Linked DNA regions of Mus musculus: region 1 is linked to region 2. Evidence: chromatin contacts called from public Hi-C data. All regions are on one chromosome and are shown on one strand. Each heading gives the region's core, a stretch centred on a gene start, on an enhancer-like site or on the middle of the called end of the contact. The rest is flanking DNA. Distances are from core to core; before and after follow the strand shown.

Region 1 (5,054 bases), core at 1,143-3,642, 630 kb after region 2:
GGGGAGGGAAAAAACAAACTACTCAGAGGAAACCCTGTCAAAACAAACAAACAAACAAAAAAACAAAAAAGACAAAAGAAAAGGGCATTGCATGCCTGTACATGTGTGCCATGGCTTGAGGGTGGAATGCAGAGGCCCACTTGTGGAAGTAGGATCTCTCCCTCCTCCACTCGGGGTCCCCAGGAGTAAACTCACATCGTTAGGGGTAACAGAAAGTAGTTTTATAGATAAGTCATCTTACCCACCTGAACATTTGCTTCTTAAAAATAACTCTCAAAAGTCAAATTAAACAACAAACCAGCAACCCCGTTTTACTCAGCAACTGCACCTGTCACGGCCAACACCTGGCTGTGGAAAGGACAATGGTAGAGGCTCTAGACCAGTGGTCCTCAGCCTTCCTAACGCCGCGGCCCTGCAGCCCTGCACAGTTCATGTTGGGGTGACCCCCAACCATAGTTATTCTCGTTGCTACTTAACTGTAATTTTACTACTGTTATGAACTGCAATGTCGATATCTGACATGCAACCCCCCCAAAGGGTGGGTCCCGTGGGTTGAGAACCGCTGCTTTAGCACTCCTGCCCTGTTCTGCTGAGCCCTCTAGTTATCCAGTTAACTCCTTAGCCCTGGAAAACAAGGTATAGAGAATGAACTGCCCACATGCATGACTGACGCCCTGGCTGACTTTTTGTTCACTACTGGTCTTGGACACATGGTGAAGTCAGTGAGCTCTCCTGTAATCCCGACCCAGCAGAGGATGAGTGAAGCAGGACTGCAAGTCCAAGCCAAACGGGGCTGTGCAGCCAAACATCAACAGCACACACTCATCTCAACCTTCTGTAACCAATATGCTCAGTGTGAGTCTTTTATCTTAAAATTGTCGAAGATATTCTCCTGCAACATTTGTGCTTCGTTAACGATAAACACCCAAAGCCTCTGTTACCTGGATAAAACTCAACTATACACAAGAACCTCTAAGCAAGTAGGGAAAATAAGGCAAAGGAAAATAAATGTAATCCGCAAGTTACCACTCCTCGGAAATGTTAAGACAGGCACACACAACTGCTTCTGAGAGCTTAGTCCGAGCTCTCAGAAGCAGGAAATGAATTCAAGGCCAGCCTGGCCTACCCGAGTTCAAGGCAAGACAGTGGTACGTAATGACACCCTGTCTCAAAAAATAAATACACCGACTGACGGATGTCAACTTAAAGCCTGAACCGCTACATACAGCAAGATCAAGTGTGAGCCAACTTTCTAAAGGCAGTCAACACACAGTGCACGGGTCGGGGAAGCAGGGGTGCCGCACTGACATATTCACCACGGAGAACTCTGTGCGATCCTACAGAGGAAGGGAGTACAGTACAGGAAGGGGCCATTTCTCCACCTTGGGAGACTAAGGACTCTCTCTCTATTCCTGGGGAACAAGAGGTCTGAAAGTCTGGGCGGGGCAGAGAAAGGAGAGACCAATGAGAGCTCGAGTTACAAATCGGGAAGGGAGAGAGATGAGAGCGCCCCTCTCAGTGGCTGGCGGCCGCACCTGGAGCCCCAGCCCGGCCGCGAGCCAGGGGCGCCCCCGCCTGCGCCCGGCACCGCCCCCAAAACCATTTTCTGCCAAATCCCGCCCCCCACCCCGCCACCGCGAGCCCTCGGGGGTCGGGCCCGTCGCCCCGGGACGCCGGACCACCAGAGACCACCCCCGGGCGCGGCCCCGCGGCGCCCGCAGGGGAGCAGAGACCCGGCTGGGGGGCGCGGGCGCGCGGAGGACGCGGGAGCTGCTCACCAATTCCTCGTAGCTCCTGTTGTGCTCGTTGCCCTCCCAGTCCAACCTCTTCGGCAACAGCTGGAATGAGACACGAAAGGCGTCCGGGTGACCACCGCGGCCGGGAGGCCGGGCGGGACCGGGACGCGGGGGCGGGGACGGGGACGCGGGGGCGGCGGACCGACCTGGTACTGCTCCAGCTCCTGCACCAGCACCTGCGGCAGAGAAGACGCGCGGTCAGACCCCGTCAGCTGCCCCGCTCACCCCCGGTTCGTTCGCCCCCGGTTCGCTCGCTCGCCCGCCCGCCCGCTCGCCCAGCCGGCACTCACCTGCGCCGCTCGGCGACACGGGCCAGCTGAGAGGTAGCGGGCGATGAGAAAGTACAGCTCTGCGGGGAGAAGACAGGGACGGTCAGCGGCGGCTGCGCGACACCGGGCAGGGGACGCGCGGCCGTGTCTTACCCGACTCGATGAGAGGCACCGGACGTCGGGCCGGCGAAGGCTCCGCCATGGCGGGGCGCCGGGCGGGAGCGAGCGGACCAGCGAACAAGTGGAGCGCGTAGGCCGCGCCGAGGCCTGACCGGGCCGGCGTACCCCCAGCTCCTCAGGCGCGCGCCGCCGCCGCCATGCCGTGCGCGCCGCGCACCGACGCGTCCGCGGCAGGAAGTCGCGCGGGACCGAGGGGCGGGGAGCGAAGTAGTCCCCCCGCGGGGAGCCGGCGGCGTGGCACGACGCGGATGTGGCTCCTTGGCTGGGAGGCGGGCCTCGCCTCGGCGTCCTGTGCGTCGGGGGCGTGAAGCGCAAAAGGGGGCGGCGAGCCAGCCGGGGCTGCGTCCGCGGGGCGGGGGGTGGGGGGGCTGGGGCGCGCGTGGCCGGATTCCTGCGCGCGGTGAGGCGGCCGCCGGCCTTTGTGCGGCGGCGGAGGCGGTACGGCGAGCTGGAGTGGAGGGGGCGGGGCGGGGCAGGGCAGGGCGGAGCCTGGGAGGACGGTCACCTGGGCTGGGCCTGAAGACCCTGAGGCTGGGGAGGAGCTCTGCAGGAGGGTGGCTGAACCCAGAGCGGAGGCTGCGACACCACCTTACCCGCTGCCCTCCCGACCTCCCGCCGCCCCGCGTCCCGCGCCCCGCGATGGGTTAAAGATGCCCGGTACGGGTGACGGAATCTGGGAGTCCGCGATGACTTGACGGGAACTCAGAGGGCCCGTGGGAAACGGGCTGCGGCCACAAGTGTCAGTCGTTTTGTTGGAGGGGTGGAAGAGTTACAGAAAAATCCCCCTAATTACCGCTCTAGGCTCCTGACCCAACCGGATCTGTTTCACCACGTCCAGTGTGCGCTGACAAGCTCTGACGTAGAGTGCAGAACAGAACTAAACATGGCCATTGTTAGATTTATCGGGCAGCAGAGAGTCAGAAAAAGAGGCCTGACCTCAAACGACCTCGGCTCTTTATTCCCAAACACCAAAAGACAGTCGTCTTCCAACGGGAAAGCGAGCTCCTGTCGCGGGCTAGGGTGCGGCAAGGGAATTGTTTGTGTCTATAAAGAGTCTAGGGTGGTTCGGCTGTTTCTTTTCCTTAGGCTTAGGACATAGTGCTAGGGTGGCTCCGCATTCTTTTCTTAACCCCTGCGCCCCTGCGAAGGGCTGACCGAGCAAGGTCATTTGTAGGAGTCCTGTCTTGTGACCAAGGCGTTGTACCAGCTAGTCATTCTAGTGCCTGCGTGCGGAGGCAGAACGAGGTGTCCCAGTCGTGCCCGGGCAGTGAACCTTAGACTGGCTCCAACTATCAGGTGTATGATCCTAGGCAAATCACTTAACCTCTGTCTCAATTGGCCTTATCTGTAAATTGTAGCCAACAGTGCGGCTCCTTCCAGAGCTCAAGGATTTTATGAACTAATACGCATTTCCAGCCTCTGAGTTGACTTTCATTAATTACATGGAAAGTACATATGAATATGTAGATGGCCCACCTATTCAGAGTAATCCTAACTCAGCAAACACCAAGTGGTAAGATAAAATGGAACAGTAAACTCCACCGTTCCCATGGAAACAGTTTGGCGTCCTTTAAGGGAAAGGTGAACTATAGTGATAAGATTTAGGGCACTGGGATAAAAACCAACTTGCCTGAGGGAAAGGTATGGAACTTTCACTCCTCTGGGGATGTCATGCAACTGAAGGAGAAAGCCAAAGAACTCTGTCATTTACTCGGGGGCTTGCCTGAGTTTGATCCAGAGCAGCACAGAAACAAAGCACCCACTAATCCCAGCACAGGCAGAGGCCAGAGGTTCAGAAGTTCACGGACATGATTATCCACACGGCTTGAGGAGAGCCCCAAGGTACATGAGACCCTTTAAAACAGGTTTAGTTCAAGTATTCGGGGTGACTGATGGACACAACCAGAGAGTCTCCAGCTGAAAATGGGAAAACTGGAACGTTCCAGTCAAGGAGAGGTTGCAAGTTGAGACCAAGATACAGAAAAATATTACTTAGTAAACCTGAGAGAGTAAATCAAAGAGGACCCACTGGAACTGTAGCCATAAGGATAAAGAGATGGACTTGGTGTAGCACCAAGGGAACCTACTGGCAGTAGGCTCACAAGCCATAGTCAAAGTAATAAAGATAGGGCCTGGAGAGATGGCCCAGCGGCTAAGAGCACTGACTGTTCTTCCAGAGGACCTGAGTTCAAGTCCCAGCAACCACACAATGGCTCACAACCCTCTATCGCTCCCTCTGCTGACCTGCAGGTGATACACATATGCACAAACTGGCAAAGCAGACATTCACATAGACTGAAAAGTTAAATCGTTAAGATCCATAACTAGAACAGTTTATTTGACATTCTGATGTGAATATTCCCTTGTGCCATACCGGGTCCTCTGGAAGGTGAAGTGTTATTGACCACTAAAACATCCCCCCAGTTCCTTTAAATGTTTATATAGACCAAGGACGTGTGTATTACATTTCCTAACACTATCATAAAGTAAAGTGTAGTTTTACAAGAATCTTTATCCCAAATGCTAGTCATTGTCTGGAATTAAAGTTCTAATCCTGGGCAGGTAGCATGGTAGCCCTTACAGGAGATCAGAGATGAGGACATGAGACATGTGACTCAGTGGCACAGCACCTAGTGGCACAAGACCTTGGAGTGCCAGCATTGGCTGAGAAAGGAAAGAAGGAAAAAACAGCCCTGGCAGGAGTACAGCTTACACAGCAGCATAAAGACAGCTTTCAGGAGTTGGTTTCCACCACCACCCCCCTTACTCCTGGGTCCTAGAAATTGAACCCAGACCATCAGGCTAAGTG
Region 2 (5,116 bases), core at 2,384-4,883:
AACTCGCCATGTTGACAAATTCTGAAACACTGTTTCAAGAATTTCTTGCGCATGGCCCGTATTAACTGGACGTGTGGATACTTACAACAACAAAGACATAAAGTTGGGAGAGAGATGGGATGAGGGTACTGGGGGGGCAGGTATAGGGAGGAAATGGTATATGACTATGCATAATATAAACTGTATAAATATACAAAGCTGTCCAAGACTAAATATATCATTTAAAAATAAAGCTCAGTAGGATACAAAATGAACAGAGATTGAGTTAATTGACTTGGATATTTTTGTGGAAGTGTGAGGGGCTCTCTTCAGAGTTGAACCCATGATAGTGCTTATTAAACAGTAGAAAGAAAATGAAAAAGGCCCGGTGTGCTATTTGCAATACTTCAATTAAAGACAGCCAAAGAAGTGGTAAATCATAAACAGGGGTGCTTTAAAAGTAAGATTGTTCAGGGCTGAGGTGACAGAGGGTTTAGTGCATGAAGTTCCTGCTATCCCAGCACGCAGACCGGACCTTAGATTCCCCAGCACCGGTGTAGCAGACCGGACCTTAGATTCCCCAGCACCGGTGTAGATCTAGAATCCTGTGGGAGGTACTTCTGTGAGCCCAGCAGTGGAGCGCAGAAGACAGAAGGATTTGGGGGCTCACTGGCCAGTCAGTTTAGCTGAATTAGTATAAATGAGGAGACAGACAGCACTGGACCTCTGGTCAGAACATATATGTGCACACGGGTATATATAGACTCACACAGGCATGCACACACATATGCATACGCCCCACACATGCACACACACACATACATGCACACACATGGACACAGGCACACACACATATACATATGTACACATCTGTACACACACACATACTCACACATATGCACATACACACACGCACACATACACACTTGAGTGTGTGCCAGCCAGCCAAGCCCATAGCATCTCTGCTTGATGTCCCCTATCACATTTTCCAGAACTAAGCACGCATTGTTTCTACTAAGTGTTTGAAGTAATAGTGCTGATGTTGATGTTATAGTTGGATTCTGATGTGGCACTTTAAAGCATAAATAATTTTACTTGGCTTTGGCATTTCTTTTCTGAAACTCTCAGCACTTATCTGCACACAACAGCATGGCACCTGTTCCTCCCAGGGCTGAGTTCCACAACACCCTGCCGAAAGACGACACGGGGCCAGGCGGAAACCCCTGACCTGAGTTTTCATTACTGACGCCTGAGGCAGATCAAGGAAGTTCATACTTGAGCTGAAGACATGTAAGCCAGTCACCAACAGACTGGAATCAGGAACCTCTACCCCTTGGATACAGCCAAATAAGGAAAGAATTCTTAGGACAGCGTGGAGCCGAGTAGTAGAGCGCTTGCCTAGCATGCATGAAACTCTGGGTTCCATACCCAGTACCTCAGGAAATAATCATATTATGTAGATATTCTTAAGCCAGCAATGTGGTTCACACCTATAATTGTGACCATGGGGAGGCTGAGGCAGGAGGATTGCCTTGAGTTCTAGGCCATCCTGAGGTACAGAGTAAGACCATGTCTAAAACTCAAAAAAGTTAAAACAACCACCAAAAGCAATCCCTGTCGCCAAGCAAACACAAGAGGAGGCAAGATGTCACCGTCAAGATTTCCAGCAGTTCACCGTCTAGCTACTTCTTGTGACGGGATGGCTGTTTGCTGGATTTTTTTTTCACATAAGAACAGATGACAGAGTAGATGATTACAAGAACTCTCACTACCCAGAGTCTTAATGTGTTCCAGACCATTCAGTACACCATTGTCCTCTGCAGAGAAACAGCGCTGCAGATACAGGACACAACCCGCATAAGGAGACCTCCGAGGACAGTGAGACAGAAGCCCCAAGGACAGGGAGAAACCTGCTTTTTCTCCATGCTTCCAGAGCCCGGTTGCTCTGAGCATCTGAGTTGTTGTGCCTGTTTATTTAGCGCAAGGCCTGCCAGGTGGCTCAGGGTGTCATGGTGTCAAACAGGATCCCAAACTCAACGTCCTTAGAGCTACATGTTTTAAACCATCTTGTGTGCCCTTAAGCACGAAGTCTATTTAATTCATCTTATTTCAGTAGGATCAGGAAAGAAATGGGACTTTACGATGACTACATTATTTTGACCTCTTACCTCCTTTGTATAAGGAATTTAAGTTAATATGCATTGTTTTGGTACTTGTCGGCCCCTGCAGTTTGCCAGCCCCTACTGACAAAGCTAAAGTGTGTATGTTATTACTAAGAACAAAGCCCTGCGGCTTCCTAAGAATATAGACACAAACAAACCAGGGCAAGCAGGAGAGAGGGGAACTGAAACAGAAGGAAGTGTGAGCGACAAAGGGAGATGCAGCTCACCTCCAGCTCCAGTCAGGGTCCATGGAGACACACACGGGGAAACATACTGGGTCAAACAGTGGGTAAGCATAAAAGGGAAAAGTACAGATCACCCTGTAAACAGAGACAGGGTCATACGAAAAGGTACAAGATGCTGAAACCAATTCAGATCAAATGAAGAGAAGGACCTTCCATGCTTCTCCAACCGTGACAACGGTGACATCAAATATCCGAGAAGCTGTGGGCAAATCAGGGCCTCTAGCGAAAGTCTATGAAATGGGCCAAATCTCTAAATTTGGCAAAGATTTTAAAGGTACACATTAATTACAGGCGGCCCCAGAGTTTCTGTTTTAAGCAAAAATACACTCTTTAAAAAACAAAAAACAAAAAAACAGGTAGAGGATGCATAGCAGTGCCGCTATGAGAGTATGAAGGGAGGGAACTTCCCATGACACAACATCAGCTGTAAATGATATCTATTTTATATAGAATACAAAATTCACAAAATCATGCTTATTAAAAACTTAAAGTGATGTGGTGGTGAAATGTGTATGAATTAGTATCAACAACAACAACAACAACAAAAACAAAAACAGAACAGTTAGCTGTATAGAAGAACAAAGAGGCACATACAATCAGAAAGATCACACCACAGGTCAGCAGCCTGGGTGGCCTGCTGGGATGTGGAGAATCTAGATTATAACATCTCTGTGTTCTCCTTAGAATGAAAATGCCTTTCATTCTACATCTGTAAATTGTACAAAGCAAAATTATGCCCCCCCCCACACACACAAATGTTCATGGAGAACTCTAGACAGTGAAGGACCCCAGGACCCTTCTTATTATGCTACCAAGGAGTGATACATCATTCAAGTCTCTTGGGGTCACTAAATGTAGTCCTGGGTCTCTGAATAGAGGAAGCGACAGGCTAACCATGTCACCTGAGCAGCCAAAGCACTCTACCTTCACCTACTGCAAGAGGACGCTAATCACCAGCTCCCACCGTCCCCCTAGCCCAGGATATTCTGCCACAGGCTTGGAGGCTGTGTTATGACTTCTGGAAGTGACCCCACTGTTCACTCTGTCTGTGAAAACATCCAGGCAGAGTCTGTGGCTGGGGGCTTTCCTCCTGAAGAAATACGTAGAGGACAAAGAGTGGCATCAGAAAGCACGGCAGTTCATCACAAAGGATGACAAAGACATGAGTCCCAAGCACAGCATCTGTCACTTACTGCTTGTCTGCTATAGGCTCTACAGATAGCTCACGACAGCATGAGGCTGGGTTGCCACACTGATGGTGAGAAAGATGGGGTCACACAGAGTCACCAAACAGCTGAGCACTTAAATGCAAGGTGTATGTGCCCATATAACATAAGATATGGCCTCTGGAGTGATCTGATGGTGTTCCCAGACAGGGCAGGAAGCAATGCCCTTCATCTTACCATAGCTGACGTTTCTGTAGCAACTGGACCAGACTGGCCACAGTGGTTGACACCACACACTGTCAATACCATTTGCAAATTTCTGAGACTACACATTTCAGAGACTCCCGTGGATCTCCACAGAGTCTTATGAACACTAGTGGCTAAATCAATGCCTCTCAGCTGCAGGAAACTCACATAAGTAACATTGTCCTTAAGGCATGAGGAATAGTTGCTTTTCCGGTTTTATTGTATTTTCTATGTATCCTTTTCTAAGAAACACTGGCGCGAATGTGTGTGTGTGCACGCTTGGGAATATGTTTTTAAATATCAAGGTCTGTTTTTCAGAAGGAAAAATAATAATGAAATAAAGGAGATACAGATAATGAAAAAATCATTTTGTTCTAGAACATTTCTCAGAGAGTGGGAGTCCTCCTGTGGGTTAAATGACACCCAGAGAGTCAACCACTTTCGATTCTGCTTGCTGGGGCCACGAGTCAGGATGCTGGTGGGCATAGGTGCTTGTGCATTCACACACACACACACACACACACACACACACACACACACACACACACACACAGAGAGAGAGAGAGAGAGAGAGAGAGATTGAGATTCATCCATGTGCAGCTATAACTGCTGTATCATAGAAGACAGCTTGGATCTCAGAGTGACCCTAAATACCCTAAATGCACACAGAAAAGTTATAGCGAGAAGCTGTCTTTTCAATGAACTTGGGCTAGAACAGAAGGGGAGGGCTGCCCTGTGCTCTGGGATGTGGCAGTTACCAAGAACAACAACACCCAGCACCTGGAGTTTCTTCCAGTGTCACAGAATCCCCCACAACGCAGAACGAGGGAGGCCATGTCTAGTCCCCGGATGCCGGAAGGTAGACGAGGAAAACGGCTGCAGCAAGCACAGCTTTAGCTAAGTTCTGTAACCACATCCATGAAAAGCCCATGCAGAGTTGACCTGTCCCTCACCATCCTCAGCTCAGAGGGCTGTGGGCCTCCTTAGGAACTTTCCAACTGTTCAGAGCCTGCTCGCCTAGGCACCTTAGGAAATTTCTATATCCTGTCTGATTCCTGAACTGCTTCCACCCAAGCTGCTGTTTAAACACGTTCCCTCCATGCCCTTCCACGTACACACACACACACCACAAACCTACAGACACATATCACCAATCCATACACACATGTGCAAACACACAAATCTACAGATACACACATACACATGCATGCATACAAGATTCAACTTTATTTTTTTGTTAGATATTTTCTTTATTTACATTTCAAATGCTATCCCGAAAGTTCCCTATACTCTCCCCCCGCCCCATCCTACTCCCCTA

What was found. A called contact is a pair of places that touch in the nucleus more often than the background predicts.
Region 1: a contact with region 2 is called in a Hi-C map of hematopoietic stem and progenitor cells, with 6 times the contacts expected there. The contact joins the promoter of Brwd1 here to the enhancer-like site in region 2. A contact is called at or near these places in 1 of 39 promoter capture datasets (pre-B cells), 1 of 484 Hi-C or Micro-C datasets (hematopoietic stem and progenitor cells) and 3 of 115 datasets of contacts at active chromatin or transcription factors (acute myeloid leukemia, bone marrow-derived macrophages and large pre-B cells).

What each region holds. Positions count from the first base shown.
Region 1 is chr16:96,080,036-96,085,089 of GRCm38.p6, forward strand. Brwd1 (bromodomain and WD repeat domain containing 1) reads right to left here and starts at 2,393. Exons shown (of 42, transcript NM_145125.3): 1 at 2,219-2,393; 2 at 2,087-2,145; 3 at 1,943-1,972; 4 at 1,779-1,838. The coding sequence starts at 2,267.
Region 2 is chr16:95,451,423-95,456,538 of GRCm38.p6, forward strand. The region is part of intron 2 of Erg (ETS transcription factor); the gene reads right to left. Among named protein-coding and RNA genes, the nearest start is that of Erg, 76 kb to the right of the region's middle. Within about 2 kb of position 3,634, at least 30 of the 459 cell types and tissues checked have an H3K27ac peak or open chromatin away from gene starts, as enhancers often do. A contact at or near this core is called in acute myeloid leukemia and hematopoietic stem and progenitor cells, where this site is marked.